Linked DNA regions of Pan troglodytes: all the other regions are linked to region 3. The links are chromatin contacts, called in public HiChIP or PLAC-seq maps. All regions are on one chromosome and are shown on one strand. Each heading gives the region's core, a stretch centred on a gene start, on an enhancer-like site or on the middle of the called end of the contact. The rest is flanking DNA. Distances are from core to core; before and after follow the strand shown.

The links. HiChIP or PLAC-seq counts read pairs in DNA pulled down with a chosen protein or histone mark.
Region 1: a contact with region 3 is called in an H3K4me3 HiChIP or PLAC-seq map of stem cell-derived excitatory neurons, with 14 times the contacts expected there. The contact joins the promoter of GDF5 here to the promoter of EIF6 in region 3. A contact is called at or near these places in 2 of 7 Hi-C or Micro-C datasets (blood and stem cell-derived neural progenitor cells), 1 of 1 datasets of contacts at active chromatin or transcription factors (stem cell-derived excitatory neurons) and 1 of 1 other capture datasets (stem cell-derived neural stem cells).
Region 2: a contact with region 3 is called in an H3K4me3 HiChIP or PLAC-seq map of stem cell-derived excitatory neurons, with 2.8 times the contacts expected there. The contact joins the promoter of EDEM2 here to the promoter of EIF6 in region 3. A contact is called at or near these places in 1 of 7 Hi-C or Micro-C datasets (stem cell-derived neural progenitor cells) and 1 of 1 datasets of contacts at active chromatin or transcription factors (stem cell-derived excitatory neurons).

The regions. Positions count from the first base shown.
Region 1 is chr21:41,670,430-41,674,951 of NHGRI_mPanTro3-v2.0_pri, forward strand. GDF5 (growth differentiation factor 5) reads right to left here and starts at 2,187. Exons shown (of 2, transcript XM_530287.8): 1 at 1,257-2,187. The coding sequence starts at 1,887.
Region 2 is chr21:41,382,127-41,386,670 of NHGRI_mPanTro3-v2.0_pri, forward strand. It overlaps EDEM2 (ER degradation enhancing alpha-mannosidase like protein 2), which reads right to left and starts at 2,872. Exons shown (of 11, transcript XM_514601.5): 1 at 1,329-2,872; 2 at 996-1,106. The coding sequence starts at 1,435.
Region 3 is chr21:41,520,241-41,524,792 of NHGRI_mPanTro3-v2.0_pri, forward strand. It overlaps EIF6 (eukaryotic translation initiation factor 6), which reads right to left and starts at 1,364. Exons shown (of 7, transcript XM_001164516.7): 1 at 351-1,364; 2 at 6-117. The coding sequence starts at 112. It overlaps FAM83C (family with sequence similarity 83 member C), which reads right to left. Exons shown (of 4, transcript XM_001162969.6): 2 at 4,403-4,552; 3 at 4,073-4,197; 4 at 1,346-3,573. The coding sequence ends at 2,136.

The sequences.
Region 1 (4,522 bases), core at 937-3,436, 150 kb after region 3:
ACATAAGGCTATGTATGTGTATGTGAGAAGCTCAGTAGTATCTCCGAATCAGCATGCCCTCCTTCCTAAATAGCAGTTTGCCATTGGGGAGCTTTCATATATTGCTCTAGAAGGTGACTAATTAGGCCTTTAAACTCCCCATCTCCCCCTCTCCAAGCTCCCTTAGTGCTGGGGGGCACACGGACTTATTTTATGAGCCCCCAAGGGGTCACAGCTTTCCCTGGCTGGGCAGGCAGCCAGACCACCTCCCCCACCTCAGCCAGACCTGCTGCCTCTGTGCCTCCCCCGCCCCCTGGCAGCCCCCTCCAGGCCAGCTCTAATGAGGAGCCTCTCCCACCCTCTGACCCCTCCCCCACCCTGCCAGCCTAGGACCAGAGCAAATGAGCTGCAGGCAACTTGAGCGACCAACAGCCCACCTCCCTCTTCACACTAGGAAGAAACTGAGGCCCTGAGAGGGGGAGGGACTTGCTTAGATCACACAGCAAGTGGAGAGGAAAAGCTGCAACAGTAACATTAGGTGGGCCGAGAGAGACAGAGGGGAGCAGGTAGTCTCTGGAGTTAATGAGGAGAATGAGGCATGTTCAGGACAGGACCTAAAGTTTTCATGTTGGAAGGGCTCTCAGAAACCACCCTGTCCAACCCCATATAGGTGTACAGATGGGAAAACGGAGACCCCAAGTGAGAAGGAGCTTTCCCAAGGTCATACTGCGAGTTAGGCCCTGGGTCTGCTCCCTCCCCATGTATCTGAACATCATTCCATGACTCCAAGATGCCCCATTTACTGTGTGCACCTCTCTTGCCTCCTCTAGCCCCTTGCCTGAGGGCAAAGTTGCAGAAGCATGGGGACCTCAAGATTCATTTCTTTCTCTGCTGTCTGAGACCACCTACAAACCTCTGGAGCTTGGAAAGTTCGGCCAGCCCAGCAGATACAGATGCACAACTGAGTAATCAAGTCTCGGAATCTGGTCTCCAACTCTGCCACGAACTGGCAGGTCTTGTCTTCTCTCTAGGCTTTAGTGCCCACTCTGCACCTTGCAGGCGTTGGACCTGGTGCTTCCTAGGTGCCCTCCAGCCCTGATGTGTGGGCAGCCTAGGATCTGCTATGTGTGAGATATGTGTCAGTGTCCCCAGACACCCACCCCGGGCCAGATGCACACAGTGTCTCCCACCAGGGCAGTGCCAGGGCTTTGAAAGCCCCTCCATTCATGCAGATGCCCCTCCCTCTGAGCCGTGCCCCTGCCACCCCACCCCCTCACCTTGCCCTTTGTCAATAAAGCTGGTGATGGTGTTGGCCAGGCCAGCCTCCAACTTCACGCTGCTGTTGCCTCCCTTTCTGTCAGCATCGGACAGCGTCCTGTACAGCGAGAGCATGTACTCGTGGGGTGTGATGGGGGGTGGGCGAAACGGCTCCTTGGGCTCTCGTGGGGGCCCGGGCTCCCTGGCCTTCTTCAGCAGGAAGGAGCTGGGGACAGATCCTGCTTTTGGGGGTGCCTTGCCTCCGGGAAGCTGTCCTTTTGGGGTCACAGTCCGGGCTGTAGCCTGCCTTGTTTGGGGAGGGTGTCCTGGCTTGGGTTCAGGGCCGCCCGGTCTGGGGGGCAGCTTTTTGGGTTCATCCTTCTTGGGCTGTGTCAGGCCTCCTTTCTGCCCGGTGCCTCCCTTTGCCCTGGCATTGGCATTGGTGGCCCCCCCACCATAGCTGTGACCCCCTGGCCTGAAGACGTTCCGGGCCAGGGGGGGCCTCTCCTTGGCCTCTGCTTTGGCCAATCCTGGCCTGGTCCCCTGGGGTCTCTGGCCCAAGTCAGGGGCACCCAACACAGTGCAGATGAATTCCAGGTCCAGCCAAGCCAGGTACCAAAGCAATAAAGTGAGGAGTTTGGGGAGTCTCATCCTCTGGCCAGCCGCTGAATGACACCAAAGAGAACAGCGGCAGCAGCGAAGGTGCCTCTGGTTTGGCAGGAAAAACCATGAAAGGAGTGGACTTTCAAAAGCAGCGGCAGCAGCAGTAGCAGCAGAAGGAAAGGCTTTCTCCTCAGTCTGAGACTCTTGAAGTCTGCCGGGTGTGTGTTTGTATCCAGTCCCATAGTGGAAATGCTCTCGTATCCAGACGTGCACCGTCTCCAGTCAGCAGCTGAAAATAACTCGTTCTTGAAAGGAGAAAGCCGACCGCCCCCTTTCTCCTGCACAACTGACTGAGGGCTTGAAGGAGGCTTGTATAAGGCTGAGGGATTTTTCCAAGAAGGAAGAATGGCGTAATGCTGCCTGTGTGCTCCAGTTTTTTTTTCCCCCTAGTTTTGAATCCTTTCCAGTGAAAATACTTCACACACACACACACACACACACTCACAGGCCTGCAGGTGCTCAGAAAAATCTTTTACAAACCTGAACTCAGGAATTGGAAACGGAATTCCAACCCAAACCAATTTAATTACTCTCTGATGTCATGCTGTCTAAACTCATTTAAGTGCGATATATTTATGTGAAAAAAATCACCACTGCCCTTTCGAGGCCATGGCTCACGGGGGCTCCTGGCACGGAGCCCCGCAGCGGGACTCTAGGCTTAGGGGGCCTCCCCCTCCACGGGGCAGACTCAGGGGTCTTCACCTCCACCTCATGGAGCAGCCCACCCCACTTTCCCGAGGAGAGATGCTGAAGAATGAGCTCAAAGATCTTAAGCCCCAGAAGCATGGGGAGTGTGGGTTTGTAGTTAAGTCCTTAGAGTGTTTTTAAAGCAGTTTCAACTCCTGCATCTAGTCTGGGACCTGATTTGTTATGCGTGTGTGTGTGTGTGTGTGTGTGTTTATGTGTGTCTGTGTGTGTGTGTGCCTGTGTGTGTGTATTGGGAGTAGGGACAGCACAGATGGCAGCATTTACCCACATTTTCTTTTATTTTAATAAACTTGTGGTGACCCAGAGACTGAAAAATATCAGTGCCCACTACACCCCCTCCCTACCCCCAAATCCCATTGACTGAGTGCATATTCTTCAGGCTTGGGGGCACTGCCGCCCTTAAGTTCACTCCTTGGATGGCGGCAGGTCCAGGGTGTACCCCACCACCACCCCGGCAGAGACGTCCTCTGAGTTTTCTTAGAAAAGACTGGCAGAGTCTGGGGCAGCAGCGGCCCCTACAGGAGGCTGGAAAAGCCATTTCCCACATGACGCTTTTTTTTTTTTTTTTTTTTTTTTTTTGAGACGGAGTCTCGCTCTGTCGAGTGCAGTGGCATGATCTCAGCTCACTGCAATCTCTGCCTCCCAGGTTCACGCCATTCCCCTGCCTCAGCCTCCCCAGTAGCTGGGACTACAGGCCCCTGCCACCACACCTGGCTGATTTTTTATGTTTGTAGTAGAGATGGGGTTTCACCATGTTAGCCAGGATGGTCGCGATCTCCTGACCTCGTGATCTGCCCGCCTCGGCCTCCCAAAGTGCTGGGATTACAGGCGTGAGCCACCAATTTCCCACATGATGTTTTTCTGGTAGCTCTGGAAGGTCTGAATTCCAGCTGAACTCAAGGGTTTCTTAAAGTGCCTCATTGAAGTATGGAAGATCCCTTCCTCTGGGGAACCTTCGCCGTAGAGCCCCTGGGCAACTTAACACAGGGTCAGCGGGGAAAGCTGTTCGCTTCACCTGAAATATCCTCCTCTCTCTCTCCCACAACTGGAGGAAGCACTCCACATCCTGAGAAGTTTAGCTGAAAATTTACCTCCTTCGGGAAGCCTTTCCTCGTCTCCAGACAGAGCCAATTACCCCTTCTGTACATTTCTCTACAACAACACTTGTCACGCTGTAAGAAGGATGGCGGGGGAGAAGCAATAGTCAGATAGGCTTCCTTCTTTTTTTTTTTTTTTTTTTTTTGAGACAGAGTCTCACTCTGTCACCTAGGCTGGAGTGCAGTGGTGCGATCTTGGCTCACTATAATCTCCACCTCCTGGGTTCAAACGATTCTCCTGCCTTAGCCTCTCGAGTAGCTGGGACTACAGGTGCACACCACCATGCCTATCTATTTTTTGTATTTTTAGTAGAGACGGAGTTTCACCATGTTGGCCAGTCTGGTCTCGAGCTCCTGACCTCAAGTGATCCACCCACCTTGGCCTCTCAAAGTGCTGGGATTGCAGGCATCTCTACCAAAAATACAAAAAATTAGCCGGGTGTGGAGGCAAAGGTTGCAGTGAGCCGAGATCGCACCACTGCACTCCAGCCTAGGTGACAGAGCTAGAGTCCATCACACACACACAAAATAAGTAAATAAATAATATTAATAAAATAAAAAAATTAAAAACAGGCTTGTTCCCACTGAACCAGTCCTCTCTGGCATCCCTCCCTTCACTCCCTCCTCACCACCTCCATCACTGCCCTGTCCTCCTCATTGCTTGCCTCGCTATGATTCTCCCCTATAACTGGCTTCTAGGCCTCCAGGCTCTTTCTGGTTCAACCCTCTACTAAAAGCTACCCATCAAACAAGTGCCAACCCACGTGCCACCTCCTCCATGAAGCCTTCTTGCATCCTCCAGAAAATGCACACTCCCC
Region 2 (4,544 bases), core at 1,622-4,121, 140 kb before region 3:
ATGACAAAACCCGGTCTCCACAAAAAAATTAGCCGGGTGTGGTGGTGGGCTCCTGTAATCCCAACTACTTGGGAGGCTGAGGCAGGAGAATCGCTTGAAGCCAGGAGGCGGAGGTTGTAGTGAGCCAAGATCACGCCATTGCACTCCAGCCTGGGTAACAAGAGCGAAACTCCATCTCAAAAAAAAAAAAGAGTGTATTTTATTATACGTAAATTATGCCTTTAAGAAGTTCATTTTAAAAAGATACACATACACACATCTATATATATAATGGTATAAACCAAGAATATTTCTGGACAGATACAAAGGAAAGTTAATAGTTGGAATTCTAGGGTATGGGAGATATTTATTGTATATAATTTTTTACCACTTGAATTTGCCATTTGTATTTACTTTGTTTCAACTTAAAAAAATAAAAACCATCACAAGTTTTGAGTTTACTTAATTTCTCCCGACCTTAGCACATTCGTGTGTAAAACAGGGATAATGGCACCTAACTCATAGGGGTATTAAGATACTGAGCTGAGATCTGAATGACAAGCAGCAGCCAGTGATGGGAGGAAAACGGGGAGAGTGTATTTCAGGCACGGGGCACACCAACTACAAAGACTTAAGTTTTAGGAGTGTCACACTCCTTCCTGGATCTGAATGCCCACCTACATAATGAAAGGGGTGGGTTTTCTAATTCTTGGAGCCCTTCCACGGTATCTTGTTACTCCAGAAATTGCCTATGTCCCCACAGCTGATGCCTGTTACTGCTGGGGCTGAGCCCAGCGATCCAGCCCACCCGGCTAATCCAGGACTTTTTTTTCACTGCGAGAGGCTAAGTGGATCCTGGAGGTGATAGTAAGAATTGCGGGGAGCGCGGCTCTAGCTCAGCTGGGAGCTTTCTGGTGCCGGTGAGGAGACCATGAAGCCACCAGCCCCAGCTGACCCGCCCGCCGAGGCCCAGAGAGTCAGACCCTGGCCGCCCCTTGCCCCTCCGCTCGCACTACCTGCCCCAGGTGTCGTGCCCGTCACAGGTGAGAGGTCGCAGCTCATCGAAGGGAAAGGCATTCTCCAGGTAGCTGTCGTAGGCGTGGTAGAACATGGCCTTGACTCGCTCCCTGGGTGGGGGACGAGAAATCAGGCATGGGGCAAGAACACAACAACAAGCGGGGGAAGAACAAGATACAGGGCGGAAAGTGGGAATCACTAGCTGATTTCTCCCTGGGACCTAGCGGCTGGGTCGGAGCAAGTCGGGGTCTGGGATGGACGGAAAGGGAAAGGACCCGGTTCGCGCTTCCCATTCCCCAACTGCGAAAGGGCGGGAACCTGGCCTCCTTCACCTGTAGTGGGCGGGATCTGGCGCGGAGCCGTCGGGACCTGGCGCACCATGGTGCAGAGGCAGCAGCGCGCACAGGAGGCCAAGCGGGATGAGCAGCCGGAAAGGCATAGAGCTCGTGTCCTCTCAGCGCCCCCGCAGCAGCAGCAGCCACTGCAACCAGCTCATCCTGGGAGCTGCTGCGGGTTCTTCCGGGGATCCGCGCCACTGCGCCTGCGCGCTGAGAAATCAGCCTCTCACTTCCGGACTACAAGCCCCAGAATGCAATGGGCAGTGAAACGCGGCCGAAGAGCAACTTCGGATATACGGTTTCCGCAACACTGATCAACGTGTCTTAAAGTCAGTGGCTGTTGTTACTACTGTTATTAATTAATGTTTTAATAATAACAGCTAGCATGTATTGAGCACTTATTGTGTACTAGTACTGTACGGAGCATTTAAAATGCATTCTCTCATTTTTTTCAACAACCTTATTAAGTATGAAGGCAGGGTAAGCATGAGAAATGTTCAGCCTTTACTATTATTATCTAGCAGGACGAGCCGCAGACAAAACTCCTCAGACACCGGGTTAAAGAAGGAAGGAGCTTTATTCGGCCGGGAGCGTCAGCTGACTCACTTCTCAAAAACGGAGCTCCCCGAGTGAGCAATTCCTGTCCCTTTTAAGAGCTTACAACTCTAAGGGGGTCCGCGTGAGAGGGTCGTGATTGATTGAGCAAGCAGGGGGTACGTGACTGATTACCGGTGCACCGGTAATCAGAACGGAACAGAACAGGATAGGGATTTTCACAATGCTTTTCCATACAATGTCTGGAATCTATAGATAATATAACCGGTTAGGTCAGGGGTCGATCTTTAATTACCAGGCCTGGAATGCAGCGCGGGGCTGTCTGACTACTGATTTCACTTCTGTCTTTCTTTTAACTCCTGCATTTTCTTTGAGGCAGAAATTGGGCATAAGACAATATGAGGGGTGGTCTGCTCCCTTATTTAGGGATATTGAGTTTCCCAAACCAGTTACTTGTTGATTGTATAAGATACAACTCACATTTATTTGTCCAAAACTTCAATTTTTTTTTTTTTAAACCTCTTGCATTTTCCGATGCTGTCACTCTTGAGGTTTCCTGAAATCCCGTCAGTTCTAGGAATTCATGACATTTCTCTCCTCCCAATTTGGGATGTGGTTACACAATCATGGTCCCTTCAGTCTCCATCTCAAACCGGAAGCTTACCCCATCAGCCCTGTAGAATGTCTTAGGTAAGAATGAATACTCTGGTTGGGCGCGGTGGCTCACGCCTGTAATCCCAACATTTTGGGAGGCTGAGGTGCATGGATCACCTCAGGTTAAGAGATAGAGACCAACCTGGCCAACATGGTGAAACCCCGTCTTTACTAAAAATACAAAAATTAGCCAGGGGTGGTGGCGGGTGCCTGTAATCCCAGCTACTCGGAAGGCTGAGGCCGGAGAATCGCTTGAAACCGGAAGGCGGAGGTTGCAGTGAGCGAGGATCGCGCCACTCCACTCCAGCCTGGGCAAAACAGCAAAACTCCATATCAAAAAAAAAAAAAAAAAAAAAAAAGATGAATGACTACCCTAGGGCACTATAGCTTTCAGGAGGTTTATGATCCATTTCTCCATTTCCCTTATTCCCAAGTTTCTAAAATTTGGTCAGCACCTTAGACCACAGCAACACCCATGACTTTGGTCAGTGTGACATGCGGTAGAACCAACCCTGGATTTGAAGTCAGATCTAGGATCCAGTTAATTACAACTCTGTCACTCATCTATAACCAGTGTATGTGACCCTCTCCTTCTCTGGGGCTAGCATCCTTGTCTATAAATAATGAGGAGTTTGAACAAATGGATCTTTGAGATCCTTTTCGGTCGAGCTTTCTATGATTCTAGGATTGGCTATCTCCTATTTGCTGAAAAAGTCAGATGGAAGTGATAGCTCAGTTTGTTGAGCCAGAGTGCAGCCAGGCTTTGTCTCCTTTGGTCCCACATCCCTGAAAACATCCCCCAAGTAAGTGTCTCAAAATGCTATCCGTTGACAGAATTAAATCCCTGACAACCCAGAGAGATTGAGGTGATATAGCCTAGAGGCTAAAAGTATGGGCTTTATATTTGGGCAGACCTGAGTTGGAGTACGAGCTTCATCACCTGTTAGGATGTGACCCTGCCAGTTTTTCTCTGAGCCTCAGTTATCTCATCTGTACAATAGGAATAATATTAGTACCTAGTTAATAGGATTGTGAGGATTTGGTGAGCTATTGCATGTAAAGTGCCTGGCATAGTGTCTGGCAGAAGAGACACTCAGTAAATATTAGGATGTATTTATTTATTTATTTATTTATTTATTTATTGAGATGGAGTTTCATTCTTGTCACCCAGGCTGGAGTGGTGCTATCTCAGCTCACTGCAACCTCCGCCTTCTGGGTTCAAGTGATTCTCCTGCCTCAGCTTCCTGAGTAGCTGGGATTACAGGCGCCTGCCACTGCGCCCAGCTAATTTTTATATTTTTAGTAGAGAAGGGGTTTCGCCATGTTGGCCAGGCTGGTCTCGAACTCCTGACCTCAGGTGATCCACCCACCTCGGCCTCCCAAAGTGCTGGGATTACAGGCATAAGCCACCGTACCCAGCCTGGGATGTTTTTAGAAACTCTTCTTGGCCGGGCGCGGTGGCTCACGCCTGTAATCCCAGCACTTTGGGAGGCCAAGGTGGGCGGATCACAAGGTCAGGAGTTCAAGACCAACCTGGCCAATATGGTGAAACCCTGTCTCTACTAAAAATACAAAAATTGGCCGGGAGTGGTGGCAGACGCCTGTAGTCCCAGCTACTCAGGAGGCTGAGGCAGGAGAATCGCTTGAACCCGGGAGGTGGAGGTTGTAGAGGTTGTAGTGAGCCGAGATCAAGATCAGGCCACTGCACTCCAGCCTGGGAGACAGAGCGATACTCTGCCTCAAAAAAAAAAAAACAAAACAAACAAACAAACAAACAAAAACTCTTCTTGGGGCTTCCAAATGGAAGGGAAAGGAGATGACAGTAAGCTGAGACCTGGATAACAACACAGGAGCACTGTATTCGTTTCCTGTGATTCCTGCAACAAATTACCACAAACCAAGTGGCTTAAAGCAACAGAAATTTATTCTCTCGCAGTTTGGGAGGTCAGGAGCCTGAAATCAATTTCACTGGGCTAAAATTAAGTTATTGACAGGGCCACA
Region 3 (4,552 bases), core at 114-2,613:
CGCACCTGTAGAAGTTCTCTGAGCCTCCGATCGCCACCAGACAGTAGGTGTTGGTGAGCTTGGCAAAGCAGCCGATCTCACAGTTGTTCTCGAACGACGCTCGGACCGCCATGAGGCCTAGGGGCGGCGGAGCCGGGAGTTCAAGGCCGGCGGATCCTTTCCCAAGTATCCCGGCCTCCGCCCCTCAGGCCCCGCCGCGACCCCGCCCCTCTCGGCCTCCCGGTCCCTCCGTCCTCGGGTCCCGCCCACTGGGCCCCCACCAGAACCTCCGGCCCTGAATCCTCTGGCCCCCACCCCTCCCGACCCAGGACCGGAGCTGACCCTCCCAGGTTCCCCTCACACCAGCTTACCAAGTAACCAGTAACAAGCTGCGCACGCGGCGACTGTACCTTGGACTCCCTAAAAAGGTTTCCGTTTCCACTTCCGTCCAGGGAGACTTCCGGGAGAGCCCGGCGCTCCCCGCCACGCATCCAGCCCCTCTACCTCCGGCCTCCGGCGGACTCTATGGTCGCGAGCGGTCTGGGCGCGACCCCACCTGGCCCCACCCCTAGCCTGCTCGCGTTCATTCATTCATTATTCATTCAGGAGCTGTCATCGACATAGACCTCCGGCTGGTCGGTTGTGAGGCATGAGGGAGAGGAGGGGCCAGGAGTGTCTCGCGGAAGGGTTGATGATGGAGGTATTGATCGAAATGAAGCCGGAGGAAGGGCAGGTTTGGGGAGAGGGATGAGTCCAGCTGTGCCTTGAGGGACAGAAGTCCATGTCTGGAGCCCAGCAGGGGAGTGGAGTGCTGACGAATGAGATGAGGGGCTGAAGACGGGTGGACTAGAAGAGGCTACCCATGGAGAGAGTTCCAGGAGGCAGAAGTGCGGCCAGACCGAAGCTGGAGAAAGAGCGCAGCCAGAGAGGGAAAGGCAGCCAGGCTGCAGGTGCTGGAGAGAGGGGAGGACTGAGGAAGCAGGGGCTCAGGAAAAGGCTGGAAAGGGGTCCAGGGTGGGCAAGGATGTGGGTGCTGGTTGGCTTCCACGATGTACCTCTCGCACGGCCTCTAACACTCACTCAGCAGCCAACTTCTGTCCCCAGGATAGTGATGGGGGCCAAGGGCCCTGCTGCACACTTGGACAGGATGAACTTGGCCCACATTTTGTAGAATCTGCAAAAGCCCCGGGTTCTCTCAAAATGTCACAGTGGTAACTTGGAGCCCCTGGACTCCCCCAATTCCTCCTTCGGCATTCACCCTCCTCCAGGGGTTTCCCCATAATTGGCCTGAATGGTGCCCTTCCCATTCCCCCAACGTGTCCCTCCCATAACTCCTCAAAGTTCAGGATACACCAGGCACTGTGAGTCACAATAAAGTCTGCCTTTATTGATGTGTATCATGTTTACTATCCCGGGTAAGTGGTGAGTTCAGGAAAATGGCCCACAACCTGTCACAGCCTGTACTTCAAGAGACACTCAGCAAGATGACGACGACGATGATGATGATGATGATGATGACTCAGCAAGATGATGACGACGACAATGATGATGATGATAATGATGATGATGTGTGTGTGTGTTTCCGGGTATCCACATACTCTGCTGTTCCTCACTCGTTCACCTCAGACCCACTCAGTCCTCTTTAGGGCATCTCTTCACCTGATTCCCTCTACCAAAAATTTTTCTAACTCTCTCCTCCCTCTGTCCAAAACCTCCCCATCCTTCAGGGCCTGGCTCAAAGGCCACCTCCATCTCCTCTAAGAAAGTTTTCTGACTACTCCACCTTCTCCAGGACTCTCTGCCCTTTGTTTTCTAACACCCTCTGTAACTGGTTAACCTTTAACTTGATATGGCTCTGACCCCTTCTCCAGCAGCTTGTGCATTTCACCTCTGTCCCCAGGTCTGAGTGTGACCCACCTGTCAGCTCTACAGGCCCAGCACAGGGCTGGAAACACAGCCTAGATTCAAGAAGATACTGGTTGGGGTGTGTGTGTGTGTGTGTGTGTATACACAAGAATCTTCAGCCCAGAGAGTGTGTCTGACCTGGGTTTCTAGACACCTCCCTTCCCCAATCTGGGACCTGAGCAAGTCCAGAGTCTCGGTGGACAGAGGAGGGGCCTGCCCTTGCCAGTGCACCCCTGAAGCCAGTCCTTTGGCTAGGACTCAAAGCGGCTTCGGAGCTGCTTGAACTTGGACTTGTTGTACTTAGTGATGAGGTCCAGTTTGCTGTGACCCAGGGTCAGCCGTTTCTCATCCCTGACCAGGTCACTGTTACCACCATTGAGATGGCCACCCTTGGGACCCCCAGGCTCAGTTCCCTGCCTGGCCCTGTGCAACTGATGATACTTGGTGATGAGGTCCAGCTTGCTGTGGCCCAGAGTTAGCCGTTTCTCATCCCCAGACCCAGCTCCAGCCGTGCGAGCAGGGCTTGATATCGGGAGACCATTGGGCCCAGGCCCCTCACCACGGAATGGGCCGAACTTTGTGATGAGGTCCAGCTGGCTGTGCCCCAGGGTCTGCCGCCGCTCATCTGGTGCCTGTCTGGCAGGTCTGGCTGAGGAGTTGGTTTCAAGGGGCACTCTGGAGCCCTGGGCCTTGGGGTACTGCATCAGGAGGTCTGATTGGCCATGGCTTTGGTTTAGGGACAGCCTCCTGTCCTCCAGGGCCCGATCACCAGGTCTGAGGGAACCCAACTCAGGGGCACCCCCAGTACCCAGGGCTCGGGACAGGAGATCCAGCTGGCTGTCGGCCTGGCTTGGGGACAACCTCCTGTCCTCTGGGGCCTGCTCGCCAGGCCAAAGGGGGCCTGAGTTGGGGGTAACCCCAGAGCCAGGGTCTCCAACTTCTCGGGCTCTGGGGAAGGGGACAAGGAGATCCAGCTGGCCACGGCTCTGACTTGGAGATGCCTTCTTCTCCTTCTCCTCCACTGTCTCCAGGGTTGTGCCAGGTACCCATCGACCCCGCAGGGGGCTGGGCTCTTGGCTTCCTGGGAGCCCATTCTCTGGGAACCGGGACAGAGCTGGGGCACCCCGATGGAACTGGAGGAGGGGCCGGGAGCGAGGAAGCAGAGGTGACCCCACTGCCAAGGTTAAGGGGCTGGTACTATTATGGTTGAGGGCAGGGGAGGACTGGGACCATGGGTATGCCCCTAGCTTGCCGAGGTTGGCCCTATAGAGCCCAGGAGGGGAGCCGTGGTTAGGGTCTGATAGTTGGCGATGTAGGGAGGGCTGGCCACTGGCCTCACGGCGGGCAGGACCCAGGGACGAGGACACCACACCCGTGTCACTGCAATCACCACCTCCTGGTAGAGCGAGGTAGGAGGAGCGACCCATAAGTGGTGACTGCTTGATGCTGCTGAGGCTGGTGCTGGAGGGCGGGGACGACGTGGGGCTTGGGACGTCAGGCCTGAAGGCTAGGGCCACAGGGGGAGGACGCAGTGCCCGGGGAGACAGCGGGTCCTCACCGCCACAGAAGCCCTCCACAGGCTGCGACTCAGCGTACAGACAGCGGAACTCCCGGTCAAAGTCTTCCACGATGCGGCCCCTCAGCTGCAGCACCATGCTAGTGTGGGCCTGGCTGCAAAGCCAGGTGAAGCTGGGGGCAGAGGGACAGGGGGGTCAGGAGGCAAAGTGCAGGACCCTGGGGGTCAGCAGGAGTCACAGCCAGGGGTGCATACCTGGTCCAGCATGCTAGACCCAAACCCCACCACCACGAGGGCTCACAGTGAGGGGCAGAGCTCCAACTCCAGAGTCTGTGCTTGCCCTAGCCCTGCTTAGTGGGCCTGGGCACATGGCTGCCCTCAGGGCCCCAACTTCCCCATCTGTCAAATGGACTTGGGGGAGGTTCCCTGAAGTCACTCCAGTTCCAATGGGCATAGTCATTTTCTATACCAAGGGTATTAAAGTAATCATTCCCCTAGAGTGAGCTCCTCCAGGGCCGATGCCCCCGACACCCTCCCCTGAGCCCGGCATGATGCCTGGCACATGGCAGGTACTCAGCCCATGTCCGAAGGAATGGATGAGTGGAGGGAAGCTCAGAGCTGCCAGCCAGTGATGCAGCCCCAGGCCCCCCTTGCCTCCTCGTGCCTGCTCACCTGTAACTGCCCGCCACCACTTGCTCACAGTCGATGAGGACGAACTTCTCCAGGGCCTGCCCCGTGAAGCGGCGGCCAGCCTTGCTGCAGTATGTGTCCCCACACGTGCTCCGCACACGCATGTTCTAGGTGGAAGTAGGTTGGGGGTGACCTTGAGAGAGTGAGGCTCAAGCCATGTCTCTGCCCCATGGGGTCTCTAACCCCAGACAGCTAAGGGAACCCACCCCCCACTCCCATTGCCCCCCAGTGCTGACTGGCCACCCACTGGCTCCCCTGCCCTCCCTGACTCCCCGCCCACACCCCTGGTTACTGCCCCTGGTCCTCACTGACCGGCAGGTGCTCCCCATTGAGGTCCATCTTGTAGCACATCTCCAGGAAGTGCCTCAGGTGCTCCTGGGCAAGGAGCAGGTACACAGGGACACCACGCCGGCTTGAGGCCTCCATGAGGTCACACAGAAGCTCCATGTCAGTGAATATGTC